Linked DNA regions of Oryctolagus cuniculus: region 1 is linked to region 2. The links are chromatin contacts, called in public Micro-C maps. All regions are on one chromosome and are shown on one strand. The core of a region is the stretch at or near the end of the contact, and the rest is flanking DNA. Distances in the headings are between cores, read along the strand shown. Region 1 holds the start of PHF12 (PHD finger protein 12). Region 2 holds the start of IFT20 (intraflagellar transport 20).

What was found. A called contact is a pair of places that touch in the nucleus more often than the background predicts.
Region 1: a Micro-C map of ear pinna shows a contact between it and region 2, with 4 times the contacts expected there. The contact joins the promoter of PHF12 here to the promoter of IFT20 in region 2. A contact is called at or near these places in 2 of 6 Hi-C or Micro-C datasets (ear pinna and psoas muscle).

Annotation. Positions count from the first base shown.
Region 1 is chr17:44,437,048-44,442,437 of mOryCun1.1, forward strand. It overlaps PHF12 (PHD finger protein 12), which reads right to left and starts at 2,877. Exons shown (of 15, transcript XM_002718916.5): 1 at 2,220-2,877; 2 at 1,392-1,573. The coding sequence starts at 2,285.
Region 2 is chr17:43,884,452-43,890,000 of mOryCun1.1, forward strand. It overlaps IFT20 (intraflagellar transport 20), which reads right to left and starts at 3,283. Exons shown (of 6, transcript XM_051824622.2): 1 at 3,115-3,283. It overlaps TNFAIP1 (TNF alpha induced protein 1), which reads left to right and starts at 3,420. Exons shown (of 7, transcript XM_002718932.5): 1 at 3,420-3,621.

The DNA.
Region 1 (5,390 bases), core at 1,627-4,126, 550 kb after region 2:
AAGTGTTCCAAAACCTGCAATTAGTACAAATACAATTCCACAAACAGAGAACAGATGAATGGAACTGTGGAGGGACGTAAAGAGGAAAAAATCCCCCCCGCCAACAGGACTAAAAAAAGGCACCATGGAAAACCGGGTAGGAACACACAGCACAGCCCCCTTCTTCCCGCCAAACAGAACACGACCCAGTAGAACCAGACGCAATCTGGGCTGGATGCGCAGATGCGGGATTTTAGTGGAAGGCAGCGAGGTGACTTCTCTCAGGCAGAAGCTCTGATTTTCAAAACTCTTCTTTACCGGATTGTTCTGGGCTGAGCTGCTGAGGAGGATCAAGCAGCGGGCGATCAACCCAGGTCCCTCCTCCCTCACTCTCTTGGGTCTCTCCCCTCCCCTCGCGTTCAGTAAGGGCGGGGGGGGGGGGGAGGAGGAAGCGCACAGCTTTCCAGTTCTCAGCTCCTTAAAAATGCCTTTTTGGCTCCATCGCATACAAGGCTACCCCTGCAGCTAAGAATTTTGCGGCCAAGGGCTCCTCGATCCGGGAAGGAGAAGTGAAATCGCAGCCCAAGGGCAATTTTAATTGTCTAACCCGGCCCGATTTCCTAAGAGGCAGCAGCGGTGGGGAGGGGGGGCTGCGGCGGAGGGGGGAAGTAGCTCCAAGAGGCAACAGGGGGCAAACGGAGGCAGAGAAAGGGGACCAAAGCGGCGAGATCCCAGCCCCGGCCTTCGAGGAGCTTCTGCAGAAAGGACTCCGGAGTTGCCCCCACCGTTCTCCAAGAGACGTTTGCAAATCATATATGCAGCCAAAATGGCGCTGAGAATAAAAATATAATTTAAAGGCAGGTCGCCATATTGTAAACAGAGAGGCAAAGAAGAGGCCGACTCGAGCCACTCTCCGTTTCTTCCACAGCGGCAAACGCCGGGCAGCGGGGCCTGCACCAGAGCAGCGCGGGCGGCCAAGGGCTCCGCGCACCCACCCGGAGGAGAGCCCGGCCGGGCAGGAGCCCCGAGAGCGGCGGGCGCGCGGGCAGGCAAGCGGCTCTGGGCCCGGAGCTCCTCCCCTTCCTCCCCCGCCACCTCTGGCCGTGCCCGGCCGGCTCGGTCCCAGCTCCCCTGCGACTTCCAATCCCAGATGGGGCTCTCCTCATTCCTCCCAACCCCCACCTCGGGGTCCGGGCTCGACGCTGCTCCTCCCCGCCGCTCCCCCCCCCCCCCGCCCCGAAACGGCCAGATCCCGGCAGACACCTGGGGGCGGGGAGGCGCTCGCCCCAGCGGCTGCAGAGAGTCAGCTAGCGGCTGCAGGCGCCCGTTATTTCGGCAGGCAGGGGCAGGCCAGGTGAAGGAATGTGCGGAGAGCGGTCCGCCGAGGGGCTCGAGAGGAGGCCAGCCCTTACCAGCACTGGAGGTGGAAGGCGGCCGGGCAGTGGTCGCAACACAGGAGATCTCCACCTTCCTTGCAGCTATCGCAGCTGTCGTGGTTGGTGGCCCTGCCGCTTCTCCGCGGCTCCTTCTCAGGCTTCCGACTCCGCTTTTCCGCCTCGTCCGTCTTGGGGGGAGCCAGCAGAGCTTGGATTTGCTGCACACACATACAAACGGCGTGTGTGCACACTCGGAGCTCCCGGGCGGCCCGTCGACCCCCCGGCGCGGCTACTCCGTCACCCACCCCTCTCCCCCCTTTTGTCCTTCTTCCTCCCATCCAGGCTGCTCCCAGAACCGCTCAGCCCCCGGAACCAGGGGGAGCCCACCCCAACCGCGTTTCTGCAGCACAACAACGAGCGCAGCTTCTTCCAAATGGGGAGGATCAGGGTAGGGGGATGGGGAGAGGGTGCGCGGTTCCCTTCTCGCCACTTCCTTGTATGGACAGTGGGGGACTCCAAAGCCTGGCTCGGGAGAGGCCCGAAGCCCGGTACCCGGACGTGCGGGAGGAAGCACAAAGGGGCCGACAAGAAGGGGGTGGGGAGGCCCGCCGGTGCAACGCGATGGAGTGGGCTGGCGCCTCTGGAAAGCGAATCGAGGGCGGCGGGTAGGTGAAACTGCTGCAAACGTCCTCGGCGGCTGAGCTCAGCCCCCCGAATCGCCGAGATGGGAGGGAGAGGCTGAGCAGGGAAGAAACCCCCCTCCCCTGGCCCTCTGGCGCTCCGAGCTCAGGCCGGCTTTGTGGGGCGGAGGGCGGAGGTTCCCTCCCGGCGCTGGGGGAAGGGGATGAGGAGGGCCACTCTTACCTCCATCAGCCCCCCCGACGTGTCCAAGTCGTACACGATCGTCTTGGTCTCCATTTTCTCCCACATTCATCCACCTCCCGGGCTGGGCGCTCTCTGCTCCGGCCCCCCCAACCCCGGGGGGAGGGGGGAGGCGGGGGGAGGGGGTGCTCCTGACCCCGGCTCCCCTTCTTTTTTCCCAACACGGGTCCCGACTTCCTCGCCCTGGCTCCCCCCCACCCCCCGGCCCCCAGTCCCTGGGACGGCAGCGTCCTCCCCGCGGGCCGTGAGGGGGGAGCGGCCCCTCAGCCCCGGCCCGGCGGCTGGCTGCACAGTGGGTCCCGGCTCCGGGGGTCAGGCCTCGGCGGGGCCTAGTCCCACAGGCTAAAGCCGGCGCTGGCGACCGCTGGTCCGGCCGGGAAGGCTGGCGGGCGCTGCCATCCCGGGGTTAGGGGGATCGGAGGGGGGGGTGAGAGGTTAGGTGAGGTTGTGGTACGTGAGGTGACTGGGGGGGAGGGTGATGGGGGGTGGTCCCCGGGCTCCGCCTCTCGCCGCCGCCGCCGTCTGCGTCCCGGCTGCCGCGCACTTGGCGCAAACTTACCGCGAGCGCCCGCAAAGCCACCCGCGCAGGCGCCCGGGGATCGCCGCTCGCCGCGCGCAACCGCAGTGACAGCCGGCGGCCGGGCTCCCGCGCAGCCGCGGTGAGGGGGTACCCCCCAGCGCGCAGCCGCGCTGGCATTCGTCTGGAGCCCCGGAGCCCCGCCTTCCTGCCCTGCGCCAGCGTACTGAGATAAAAGGGCGGGACCCGAGGTCTCGCGCAGGCGCCTGAGGAAGCTCCTAGGGGTCACAGCGCAGCCGCAGGAACCCGAGGACTCTTCATCCATTGGTGTTTGTGTGCAGACCGAGAGGGCTCTGTTCCCGCGCAGGCGTGTTGGGGATGCTCCCCTCCCGCCCCATAACACAACCGCCTCCCGCGCAGGCGTATCGTCACCTGCAGGCCCTCAAAGAAAGCTGCTCCTTTCGCCATTTTAGTAATGGGATAAGGGCTGCCGTGTCCTTGTAGTCCTCAAGCATGAACAGGAAGGGGCAAGGAATGTTGGACAGAGCTGGTAGGCTGCTGGTGATGGCAGTATTCATAGAGGTGTTGGACTGGACAGTTGGTTCCAGCGTCAGGTGTGGCTGGACCAGGCCGCCATGTTGATAAAGAGAAAAGAAAAGCCAGTGCGACAGAAAGCGACGCTTTGGCTGGGTGGCTGCCGTCCCCACTTCCCTCCTGCTCCCGACAATTAAATTTAGAACGAGCATCCCTGCCTTGCGTGGTGATGGCACCATGGAGACTTCCGCCTGCCCGTTACCACCCTCTCTCGACCACCGTTCTGAGAACTGCTCAAGAGGCTTAGAGTTTGTAATCCCTGACAACGCCCAGCTACCGGCCCACAGAGGACTCCCACTCCCAGATTGCAATGCGCAGGGGGTCCAAAAGGGCGGACGGGAGCGCATGGCACCCTGGGAGCAAGCATCGCGATGGGTCTGATGGACTGTGGGAGTCGTAGTTCCGTGAGCTTGAAACGCACTATACTGTAGGAAGGAAGGAAAGGAGTAATTCGCTTGTCGGGAAGATGCTTTTGAGAATTTCCGTGCTGCATGCTGGGATTTGTAGTCTTAGGGCCTCACCTCGAATTCTGGGCGGGGATGCATGCTCTCTTCCAGGGCGCTCGCCCTTCCCCTTGCTATTGCCCGCAGAGGTGACCAGTTATTGCTGCCCAACGGTAGATGAAGCAGTGAAGAAGGGAACCGCATCGTTGTGCCTAAAAGTGGGCGTTTAAGTAGCATGATTGACAGCGGTGTCCTGCCCATGTCTAATGTTACGGCACACGCATTCTCAGAGTCATAAAACTGAGAGGGGCCGAGAGACCATCTGATTTCATTCTCGTCTTTCCAGAGGCACAGAGAGGCCGCATAATGAATTTATGGCAGACGTGGGAATGAAACTTTTTTTTCAATTGCTTCTCTCCCCCCTCCCCCTTTCTCTCTCTCTCTCTGAACGAATTTGATCCCCAGGCCAGACACTGTCCACTACAAGATACTAACTGCACCTGGGACAATAAGGAAGATAAGTTATGTAGAGTGGGAATGCCAGTGTGTGGAATTTTAAGATTTTTCGTTTTTAAAATGACTTCTCTCTTTTCTGATGACCCTCTTAGTGGCTGGAAGGAATAATAAAATCATGGGGAGGAGGAGTGCTGGAGAACAAAGGTGAACAGGCTGTTCTAACCTCAGCTGACAATAGGCCATAGCGGCTTCGGGCCAGAGAGCTCCTCAAAGAACTGAGTTAAACTGCTTGTATGGAAGGGATCAGACCTCTCAGAAGTTGGAACCTCATGTGCCCTTTCTCACCGGTTCCCTTCCCACTGCTCAGGGCCCACCTGTGCTGCTATGTCAGCCTGAAGACATGCCGGGGCAGATAAATAAGCCATTTCCAGTAAGCAAGGCTTCACTTTGATCAACATCAGCTACAGCTGAGAACAGGAGAGACCCTGGACTAATGAGGGGGAAAAGACTTTGTTCTGTTGGCAAATGCCAGGGGGAATGAATCCCCCCACACACCTTCCTCTTGTTGGAACTTGGAAGATGAGCTCAGGCGGTGGGTGGGGGTGGGGGTGGGGGTGCAGGAATTGATGCCACCTTGGAGAGCTCCGGCTGTGCTGTTCCTAGGGGAGTGAGGAGAGCAGGTGGGATACGGGTGCCTTTGGAAGTGACCTCTTGTGGCTACTCTAGGCACTGCACTCTGCAGGACGAATTTCCCTGGCTTCAAGGTGGCTCCTTTGAGAGCCAGGAAGTGGGCAGCATGGATGATTAAGACCTCCCAGCTGGAAGCCTGTGAAGCGGAAGGCGCTGATGCTACTATTGTTTCAGGGATTTCTGTTTTCTGGTTGCTTTTTGAGTATTACCGGCGCTGTGGGGTAGGGGCTAAACCTCCACTTGTGGCACTGGAATTCCATATGGGTGCCGGTTTGTGTCCCGGCTGCTCCTCTTCCAATTCAGCTCTCTGCTATGGCCTGGGAAATCAGTAGAAGATGGCCCAAGTGCTTGGGCCCCTGTACCTGCGTGGAAGACCTGGAAGAAACTCCTGGCTCCTGGCTTTGGATCGGCTCAGCTCCAGCCATTGCAGCCATTAGGGGAGTGAACCAGTGG
Region 2 (5,549 bases), core at 2,033-4,532:
CTGAGTGGGGTGATTCTGGGAGTGAGCACCCCAAGGTGTGCCATGGGAGGAGCAATGGTCGGGAAAGAACAGGTCTCACTGGGGCCAGAACTTCTGAATTCCAGAAGGAACAGCAATCTGATACCTAAGCATCAAAAATTGTAAGGAGCAATGCAGTCCAATGCAGCGGGCCAGCCACGGCTGCCTGCACGACCCTGGCCTCGCGAATCCACTGAAACCTTGTATTTGTTTTTATTCAAAAGCCAAGAGATAAATGGAGAGAGAGCTTCCATCTGCTCTGGTACTCCCCAAATGCCTACAACCACCAGGGCTGGGCCAGACCCAAGCCAGAAGCCTGGATCCCAGTCCAAGTCTCCCACACGGGGTGGCAGGGACTCCGATACGTGAGCCGTCACCTCTGCCTCCCAGGGTGCACATCGGCAGAAACCTCGGTCGGAAGCAGAGTGGCTGAGTCCAGAACCAGGTGCTAGATGCGCGATGCAGGCGTCCCAAGTGGTGGCCTGGCCACCACACCGACGCCTGCCCGTTTTTAAACACTTCAGAGTTTCCTTAACAGCAGACTTCTGTAGACCATCTGTCATCCAGCCTGCTCTGTCGCACTTACACACAGAGTGTGACAGCCAGCAGGCGATTCATCAGACCAGCTGCTGCGAGAGCTTCAAGTGGCGGGAAGGAGCAAACACGCCTCAGCTCCTGTCCCCTGCGCCGACAGCAACTCTACAGCGCCTGCTCTGGGGCAGGGCAGTGAAGGAAACGTCTCTGGACTGCAAACCAAGGACCCCGCACCCTGGTAACGGGGTGAGCAGACGCTGGGCTGGGTGTGCAGCTGCAGCAGAGGAGGAGCGCGGAATTCAGAGGGCCCTGTAGGCGAAGGCCTTCGGAAAAAGTCACAGCGAGACCTACAGGACGCCCAAAACTCCGCTGAGAGCAGTGGGCAAGGAGGTAGCTCAAGCAGCGGAAAAGCTCAGGGGCCGGCGCTGTGGCGCAGCAGGTTAGAGACCCGGCCTCAGCGCCAGCATCCCACGTGGGTGCCCATGTGAGTCCCGGCTGCTCCACTTCCGATCCAGCTCTCTGCTATGGCCTGAGAGAGCAGCGGGAGATGGCCCAAGTCCTTGGGCCCCTGCACCCAAGTGGGGGACCCAGTGGAAGCTCCTGGCTTCAGCCTGGCCCAGCTCTGGCCATTGCAGACATTTGGGGAGTGACCAGAGGTGGAAGATCTGTCTCTACCCCTCTAGCTCTTTCAAATAAATAAATATTAAAAAGGAAAAGTTTATGTACGAGTCCTGAGACAAAAGAAATCTGATGCATTCCAAGGACTGAAGGCCAGTGTGGCTGACAGGTGAACAAGACGGAGAGTGGGACAGGGAGACCACTCGGGGAGCTGGCACTGAACTGCAATAATGTCTTTTTTTTTTTTTAACCTGTCAACATATGTTTTATTTATTTATTTGAAAGGCAGAGTTACAGAAAGACAAAGGCAGAGAGAGAGAGAGAGAGAGAGAGAGAGGTCTTCCATCTGCTGGTTCACTCTACAAATGGCCACAACGGCCGGAGCTGGGCCAATCCGAAGCCAAGAGCTTCTTCCGGGTCTCCCACATGGGTGCAGGAGCCCAAAGACTTGGGCCATCTTTTACTGCTTTCCCAGGCCACAGCAGGGAGCTAGATCAGAAGTGGAACAGCCAGGTCTTGAACTGGCGCCCTTATGGATGCCGGCTCTGCAGGCGGCGGCTTACCCGCTATGCCACAGCACCAGCCCCACAATAACGTCTTAACAGTAAGGAGCAGCCAGCAGATTCTCAGCAGAGTGACACAATCATTGGGAAAGACCACTCTGGGGGCCAGCATTGTGACACACTGGGTGATGTCAGCATCCCTTATCAGTGCCAGTTCAAGTCCCAGCTGCTCCTCTTCCGATCCAGCTCCCTGCTAATGGGCCTAGGAAAGCCCCTGCATCCACATGGGAGACCAGGATGGAGTCCCAGGCTCCTAGCTTTGGCCTGGCCCAGCCCCACTGTTGCAATCATTTGGGGGGTGATCCAGCATAGCAAAGATTCTCTAACTCTACCTTTCAAACAAACAAATCTTTTTTTTAAAATAATCACTCTGGGGGCTAGCACTGTGGCACAGTAGGCTAAGCCGCTGCCTGCAGTGCCAGCATCCCTTTTGGGCGCCGGTTTGAGTCCTGGCTGCTCCACTTCTGATCCAGCTCTCTGCTATGGCCTGGGAAAGCAGTGGAAGATGGCCCAAGTGCTTGGGCCCCTGCACCCGTGTGGGAGACCTGGAAGAAGCTCCTGGCTCCGGATCGGCGCAGCTCCGGCCGTTGCAGTCATCTGGGGAGTGAACCAGCAGATGGAAGACCCCTCTCTCTGTTTGTAACTCTACCTCTCAAATAAATCTTAAAAATAAATAAAAAACCACTCTGCCTCAGAAGACCAGGAAGGCGAGCACACCTACTGTGTTCATCACTGCAACCCTAGCACCCAGCACGGTGCCTGCACAGTCGGCACTCCGTGGACATCTGTGGGATGACCAGTGGCTGTGCAAGCAGCCGGAGGCCACTACAGCAGCCCAGCACCTGGAGGCCGGCGTTCTGGGTTGAGATGTTTCTGTAAGTCGATTTGCTAGGACTTAGAGGGGCTTGACTGGAGGAGGGGATGAGTGAAGCGGTCGGGCATGAATCCCTTGCACCTGGGAGGGGTAGCTGAATGAGTCACCTGAGACGGGAGAAGGGTTGAAGGAGAGGCTTCCCAGCTGCCCATCAGATTCCATCCCAATTCCCACTACACGCGGCGGAGCGCCGGGGTGAGGGCGGAAACGCCTCACCACGATCCATGCTTGGCATCAGGCACAGGCCCCGTTCCTGGGGTTGGAGGAAGCACGAGGCTGAGTCCGGAGGGCCTGACACTGTCTTTACTGCGCAAACCCGTTGGATTTACACGAGTCCCCGCTTCCTAAGACCACGCTCAAGCTCCAGGCCCAACCTGAGTGTGAAACGCTCGCGAAGGGACGGGCGGAATTCCTAAGTTTCTTTCAGCCTGGAACAGCCTTTCCTCAACAGCGGGTCTGTCCAGTTCCTCTAGACCCAGCTGCCCCCGACCCGAGGTCACGACCTACCTGCCCACCCGTAGCGGTGGTGCGCTGCGGCCCAGGCTGATGTTGACAGGCAGCTCCTCTCGGCGGTGGGCAGCAGTCAGTGCCTGGCCGGCTCGCCTCTCCTCAGCCGCTGCCACGGCTACAAAACCTGTTTATCCACAACGTCACTTCCGGACACCGGAAGCACTCACACCCGTTCATCCTACAGGGCCTGCTGGGAAACAGAGGCCCGAAGGGAAGGATGACTGCCTACAAGATCCAGAGGCCTTTGCGCCTGCAGGGCTACCGGAAGTGGCTATGCTCTTGCCCGGAAGATCCTCCGGGAATTTCCGCCTCCCCTCCCTGTTAGAGTGCTGTGCATGCCGGGCTTTGTAGTCTCAGGCTTATGGCCCGCTGCTCCGGGAGGAGTCGACCGGCGCAGGATGTGAGCTCACAGCTCGGGATTGCTGGCGGGCAGGCAGCCACAGGTCAGAGACGGCACGGAGTTCGCTCGCCCCCCAGCTGAGAGGAGAGGAGCCCCCGGCGACGGTGAGAGTCGGGCCTCGGCTGGAGCAAAGACTGCCCGCCGGGTCCTGGGAAGCAGGGGTGGGACGGCGCAGCGGAGATGCAGAGCTGGTCTCGGTTCCTTGGTAGTGAGGGGGGCGGGCTGGGCAAGAGCCTACGCTGGCCACGGGAGAGGCTGGCCGTGGCCGAATTTCTCCAGGACCTTGCAGCCTAAGCCTCACACCTAGGATTTCTGCTGGGTCCACCCTCTATAGCCAAGATCAGCTCACGGCTTCCCCAACACCCACCCGCCCCCGGCCCCCCGTGCGTGACGGGTTTCTAGATCCTTCTTCCTTTGGGATCCAACCGCGGTCCACCGCTTTGGTTGTCTGCCTTTTGTTCGCAGAGTGGGAAATGGATCCGCCCCTAGCCCCAGGCATCCCCAAATACCCACAAAGTCCGGAAGGAAGAGTATTGAGTGGAAACTTCATTGTCGCTGGAATTACTTTCTGGGGCGGCACCTGCCGCAGGATTCCTGGAACTCATTGGTCTGAATGGAATCTGAGCTGACGTCAGCCAGGAACAGTTGCTTTGCAGGAAAGGAATAGATTAGCTGTGGATTTGTCTTCCTCTCCTGGCAAACCGCAGGCTTTCAGTACCTTTGCTTTGGGAGAAAATGCATGTGTTTTCTTTGACCTTGTTAAAAACTTTTCCTGGGTGGACTGATTGGTTTGGAGTCGGTGGGAGGTTAGGTCATCCGCTGTCCCAGTGGAGGTCTCGGCAGACTCCTGTTGAGGGCTTTTCTCATCCACACCGCATGCCTGCACAGTTCATCACTTCACAGGACACCCACTCTGGCCCTTTTGGGACATTCTTCCCAGGGACCTGCCTAAATCTTTTCAGGGACAATTTCAATCTGACGAACTGCCATGGACTTCAAAAGGTTCGTGGGAAGTCAAATTAAGAAAAATTTATTTTGGTGGAGAAAACATCTTGAAATCCATGTATAAAAGTGCAGGCCAGTGTGCAGAAAGACCGCGTGCGGAGTGGAGCGGCACAACTGGGGACACCAGTGCCATTTGTGGGCTGCACTTGGCGAGGCACACCGTCAGCTCCCGCGTGTGAGCATGGAGGGAGAGGATTCTGCCTTTTCTCTGCCTCTGTTCCCCCTGTGCTCCAAGTCTTCACCACTTTATGCCTGCACTACTGCTTCCTCTGGTCCTCCCACGGCCTCTGCACCCTTACAATCCATTCTCTACACCGCACCCAGAAGTATGGTTGCGATTATCTCACTCACCTGCTTAGAACCCTCCAGTGGATTCCTGCACTGCACTGCACTTGAAATAAAGCCCCAGCTCTTGGGCACCAGCTAGTACCCGCCTGCCTGCCTGCCACGGAACCAGAGTCAGTGCCAACTCCTATTTTCCTTTTTAAGTTCGTTAACATGAGGATGCTTAATTGAACTCCTTGAAAGCAAAGACTGTATTTTTCATTGTTCCCTACTGTTTCACAGGGTTGGCAGTCAGTAGTTTCACTGCTAAATGAATTAAATAATATACATTAAATGCCTAGAATAGTGCGTGGCACATGAAAACGCGCCTTAAGAGTCAGCTATGACATTCTCTTTAGATGAATTTTAGCGCTTCTCTAGGAAGCCAGAAGCATAATGTGGACTTGCAGTCGCGAGGGTGACTGGGTGGCTCCCTCCGCTCCTCCCGCCTGAGAGCTCCTGTTAGTGCTTTAATTTATACATCATGGCTGGCACCGCAGCTCACTAGGCTAATCCTCCACCTAGCGGCGCCGGCATACCGGGTTCTAGTCCCGGTCGGGGTGCCGGATTCTTTCCCGGTTGCCCCTCTTCCAGGCCAGCTCTCTGCTGTGGCCCGGGAGGGCAGTGGAGGATGGCCCAGGTGCTTGGGCCCTGCACCCCATGGGAGACCAGGAGAAGCACCTGGCTCCTGCCTTTGGATCAG